Regions from separate parts of the Ovis aries genome. Here region 1 is linked to region 2. The links are chromatin contacts, called in public Hi-C maps. All regions are on one chromosome and are shown on one strand. The core of a region is the stretch at or near the end of the contact, and the rest is flanking DNA. Distances in the headings are between cores, read along the strand shown.

Region 1 (2,700 bases), core at 61-2,560, 170 kb after region 2:
GCACCGGGCTACGTCCTATTCTACAGAACAGGGTACCGACCCTCACAAAGATTTCTGCCAGGCCCCACTGTCATCAGCGACTTCCTCTCCAAAATCCAGTTATCCAAACAGGCTCCCCTTCCAACCTCTTCAGCAGGGTGTAGCCTCCAGGGTTCCCCGGACTCTCCCCTTCCGCGGCTTTCCTCTGCTCACGTCTGGGCCTCTGCCCACCTCACCAACTCTTCCCTTCACTCCCCATCCCAGGGGTAAGGAGCAGCCCCAGTGGAGGTGGCTCCTCCTCCCTGACAACTTCCAAGTTCGACCTCGTATCACCTGTTCTCAGAAGATGCCTCTCGGCCCGGTGGCCCCCCGCCTTTGCCCCGACCCGCCCCTCTCCACCTTGTCCATTCCTCCTTTCCAGCAGCCTCCCGCCTCGGGTCGGTTCCGGAGTGCCCGTGGGAATCCATTTCCCTCGCGTGGGCTTCCCACCTCGGGGTCAAGCTCCCCTTTCTCCATCACCTGCTCCGCCCATGACCAGATGACATCCGCCGCGGCCGCCGCCTCCTCCAAGCCCCTCCTCGGACGCCGGGCCCCCGGCCGCTCACCGCCTTCCGCGAGCGCCAGCCGCCCCCTCCGGCAGGGGGCGAGGGGGGCGTGCACCCCTATGCCGCGGCCCCCAGCCCCCCGCCACCCCCGAAGCGCACCTGTTCCTCCTCCTCTTCCTCGCCGGCCGGCCGCGCCGGCGTCCCGACCCCCACCCTCGCCGCGCCCCGGCCTCCCCGAGCCCCGCACTCACCACGAGTAGGTCTGCTCCGCCATGGCGCTGACTCTCGAGGGCTCTGCTGCAGGCTCGGGCCGGGCCGGGCCCGGCGGCAGGGGAACAAACGGGCGGCGGGCTCGCTCGGGCCGGGAGCGGAAGGCGCGGCCGCGGCCCGGCGCTCGCTCGCTCGCTCACACCGCGGGCGGACGAGCCGGGAAAGTGACTGGCGGGGAGAGGCCGGGCTCCGAGGCGGACCCGCTCCCTGGGCCCCGGGGCGGGGCGGGCTCCGCTCTCGGCCTCCCTCACCGGCGGCGGCGGCGGCGGCTCCGCTGCGGCTCTAAACCCAACATGGCGGCGCGGCGGCGGCACTGAGAACAAGGGGGCCCCGGGGCGGGCGAACGGCAAGAGGGCCCCGCGCTCACTGCGCGCTGGGCCGCAGGGGCGCCGCGCTCGTGCGGCGGCGGCGGCGGCCCGGGGACATGGCCGGCGGGCGGAGGCGGAGGCGGCGGCGACTGAGGGGGGCGCTAGGCGGTGAGGCGAGGCCGCTCGGCTCACACCCGCCAAGGGGAGGCGAGGAGGGGGCGGGGGGTGAGCCTTGGCCCTGCGTGGGTCACGTGCCCAAAACACGCTCACGTGACGCGCGCGCCCCGCCCCTCGCGCCGGGCCCATGCGCGGAGACGTCGGTTCCTCGGTTCGAGGCGACTGTTGCTCGCTCGGCTTCTGGCGGTTGCGCCGCCTCCCGCCGCTTGGTGCCGCCCCCTCCCCACGCGGGGCGGTCGCCTCTGGGGGGCCCTCTTCCCTTCCCCTTTCCGAGGGGCTGCTGCAGCCAGCCAGTCAGGAACCCCGTGCGCGTCTGTTGACTACCGCTCAGCTGTCACCCATCCATCAAGAGTCTGCTGGCCACGGGCTCCCAAGTGTCAGTCAACCTGTCAGTCAGCAGGCGGGACGCTGCCTCGCTTAGCTGGTCTGCTCGTTGGTTCATTCATTCGTTTAGCAAATAACTCCACGCAGCCAGCTTTTATTGCGCCCAGGCTCTGTGCCAAGTCCTCGAGGGGCCAAGTCGAATACCCCATACTGGCCTTCATGTGATCCATCAACAGATATTTATTGGGTGCCAACCATGTATCAGTTCATTCTGCTGGTCTGCCCTCTGAGCGCTTACATTCTACAGGAAAAGACTTACAGATAGCCCAAGCCGACAAATAAGTGAAGGTGCTTGCAGATGCTGATAAGTTTTATGAAGATGATAACACAAGGTAATGGGACACAGTAGAGGGGGTGTGCAGCCTAGTCTCCATGGTGAAGGAAGGCCTGGCAGAGAAGGTGACAGCTGACACCTGAAGGATGAGAAGGAGCTGACCACGCAAGAGCAAAGCTCAGGGAACAGTCCATCTGGAGGCAGACACAGAAGAAAATTTAATGGGGCTCGACCAGATTCACAGAGAAGGCAATGGCAACCCACTCCAGTACTCCTGCCAGGAAAATCCCATGGACGGGGGAGCCTGGTAGGCTGCTGTCCATGGGGTCGCTAAGAGTCTGACATGACTGAGCAACTTCACTTTCACTTTTCACTTTCATGCATTGGAGAAGGAAATGGCAACCCACTCCAGTGTTCCTGCCTGGAGAATCCCAGGGACGGTGGAGCCTGGTGGGCTGCTGTCTATGGGGTCGCACAGAGTCGGACACAACTGAAGCAACTTAGCAGCAGCAGCAGCAGCAGACAAGAGGAGGGAGAGATGAACTGAATCCCGGGGCACTGGGCAATACTTTGCTAGGAGTTGATGAGGTGGTCTGAAAGAGTGAGCGTGTTGATAGGAGAAAAGACACTCTTTAGAAAGAGAATGACATGAGGCAAGTCCCAACGATGTGAAGGCTTGGAGTGAGCTTGGATCCAGGAGTGGGATGGATGATTCCTGCTGCGGAGTGTTCAGAGAAGAGACTGAAAGACTGCTCTGAGGCTA
Region 2 (2,700 bases), core at 62-2,561:
TCTTCCACAGCACCATGCTGTGCAAGCCTTCCTGCACTCATTCATTCATTGTCAGTCCGTCATTACTGAGCACCTGGTGCTTTCAAATTGTGCTGCTGGAGAAGACTCTTGAGAATCCCTTAGCAAGGAGATGAAACCAGCCAATCCTAAAGAAAATCAATCTTGAATATTTGTTGGAAAGACTGAAGCTCGACTACTTTGGCCACCTGATGCGAAGAGTCAACTCATTGGAAAAGACTCTGAGGCTGGGAAAGATCGAGCGCAGGGGAAGAGGGGCACAGAGGATGAGATGGTTGGATAGCATCAACAGCTCAATGGATATGAGTTTGAGCTAACTCCAGGAGGCAGTGAAAGACAGGAAAGCCTGGAGTGCTGCAGTCCATGGAGTCTCAGAGAGTCATGACTTAGCCACTGAACAACAGGCATTAGTTCAGTTCAGTTCAGTCGCTCAGTCACGTCCGACTCTGCGACACCATGGACCTCAGCCGCCAGGCCTCCCTGTCCATCACCAACTCTTCGAGTTTACTCAAACTCATGTCCATTGAGTTGGCGATGCCGTCCAACCATCTCATCCTCTGGCGTCCCCTTCTCCTCCTGCCTTCAATCTTTCCCAGCATCAGGGTCTTTTCAAATGAGTCAGTTCTTCGAGTCAGGTGGCCAAAGTGTTGGAGTTTCAGCTTCAACATCAGTTTTTCCAATGTATATTCAGGACTGATTTCCTTTAGGATGGACAGGTTGAATCTCCTTGCAGTCCAAGGGACTCTCAAGAGTCTTCTCCAACACCACAGTTCAAAAGCATCAATTCTTTGGTGCTCAGCTTTCTTGATAGGCTGCCAAGATACAGTGGTGAATACAGCAGACTCAATCCCTGCCCCCTTTCATATTCTTATATTCCTTGTAGCCTAGTTCAATGTCTAGCCCAAAGCCTGACGCAGTAGGGTTTAAGAATGGCAATCTAATCTGAAAGCTGCTTTTGCACAGCAAACAGTCTTACCTTCTAGACTGCAGATGAAAACACATTTTCTCAAGATGCCTTGTTTACATTTTATGTGCTAGAAAGTCATTTGACCGTACGAAATATATATGTTAGATGTTTGGGGTGACTTCGGGGGCCAAGTGGAGAGTCCGGGGTACTAACGCGGCGGCCCACCTGGATGGACCAGCGCTGGAGAAAGGGTTTGGCGGGGAGGGTAGAGGCGGGGAGCGCCAGCGACGCGGCTCGCAGGCTCCGCCCACCTCGGCCCCGCCTCCAGGTCGCGGCCCGGCCCCGCCCCCTCTCTCCATAGTTACGGCGCTGCGGAGGCGGCGGCCATCTTGGCGGTGGAGCGATGAGCGGGTCGAATTCGAAGGCTGCGGCCTTGGGGTCGGCCGTTGGGCCCGGGGGGCTAGTAACTGGCAAGGAAGAGAAGAAGAAGGCGGGCGGCGGCGTCCTGAACAGGCTCAAGGCGCGGCGGCAGGCGCCCCACCACGCGGCAGACGACGGCATCGGGGCAGCGGTCACGGAGCAGGAGCTGCTGGCTCTGGACACCATCCGGCCCGAGCACGTCCTGCGCCTCAGCCGGGTCACCGAGAGTGAGTGCGGGGCCGGCCGCGTCCTCCCCTCGGCGCCGGGCCCCCGGGCCGCGGGGCAGTCGGACCCCCGGGCCCCGTGTCGCTTTCCGCGGAGCCGGCCGCTCGCCGCTCGGCGGGCCCAGGGGGTCCACCCAGGCGCCCCCGACTGGCCAGGCCTCGCTGCCCACTGCTCCGCCCGGCCGAGTCGGCGCTCTCCACCCTCACCTTCACCTGGTTGGGATGGGTCCCCTTGAGCTCGGCTGCCCTCCCCTGACTCCGGCCACGTCAGGCTTCCTTGTGGCCCGTCCCGGTTGGGCCCTCAGGCCGGGCCGACCGTTCTCCTCCTTAGCTGGATCTCTTTGGGTGGGGACAGACCCCGTCTTGGCTTCTTAACTAGCTCCTCCTGACCCTGGCAAGTGGGCCGCTGCCTCTCCCCCACTCCCTCAGCCCCCAGCTCGCTGCTGTTAGTGAAGTTCCTGCTCAGCTTGGCCCCCTCGACCTGAGCCAGCTTCTGCTGCCCTCTGCCAGCCCAGACCCCTACCTGCTTTCTCCGCGTTTCCCTCCACTCCGGCCCCTCGGACAGCCCCTCGTCGTTCCAGCCTGCCTCGGCTCCCTGCCTCGGCCCCCTGCCTCTTTTGGGTCCCAAGCGTTGCCCTCTTTGTGTGCAGGTGGCCTTTTCTTTCCTTAAGTACATTGCCGCGGCGTTTCCGGCTGCATTTATGTGTATATAATGTATATATTAATAAAGTTTCAGTTCGACGTATAAAACCGAAATGTGAATCCTGCTTTTGACACCTGGTCTAGTGATTGACGAATGTCAGAGTATCAGAGATGCATTTCTTGCATAGGATGCAACGGTTTCACACCGTCTGTTGATAGAAGTAGTACATAGCCCGCCCCCTGTCCTGGCTCTCCTCCCTCTTGTTCTCATGCTCTGACTTGCTGCCCTTTCTCTTACTGCTGTTTCCCCGAGTTTCCAGTCCATAGGTTAGATCCTGCTTGCCCAGCCCACCCACCTGCCCCATCCTCTGGACTTCTAACTTTGAAGCCCCAGCACCAGCTTGATGAATTAAGGCTGCTCTCCTTTTATCTGTTGACTTGCTTTGGTCGGAAGCTCAGGTGGCCCTCAGGAAGCTGGAGGCCATCCCA

The links. A called contact is a pair of places that touch in the nucleus more often than the background predicts.
Region 1: a contact with region 2 is called in a Hi-C map of liver, with 2.2 times the contacts expected there. The contact joins the promoter of SPPL3 here to the promoter of UNC119B in region 2. A contact is called at or near these places in 2 of 16 Hi-C or Micro-C datasets (liver and muscle).

The regions. Positions count from the first base shown.
Region 1 is chr17:63,259,804-63,262,503 of ARS-UI_Ramb_v3.0, forward strand. It overlaps SPPL3 (signal peptide peptidase like 3), which reads right to left and starts at 1,311. Exons shown (of 12, transcript XM_042234693.1): 1 at 776-1,311.
Region 2 is chr17:63,087,511-63,090,210 of ARS-UI_Ramb_v3.0, forward strand. It overlaps UNC119B (unc-119 lipid binding chaperone B), which reads left to right and starts at 1,312. Exons shown (of 4, transcript XM_042234692.1): 1 at 1,312-1,572. The coding sequence starts at 1,329.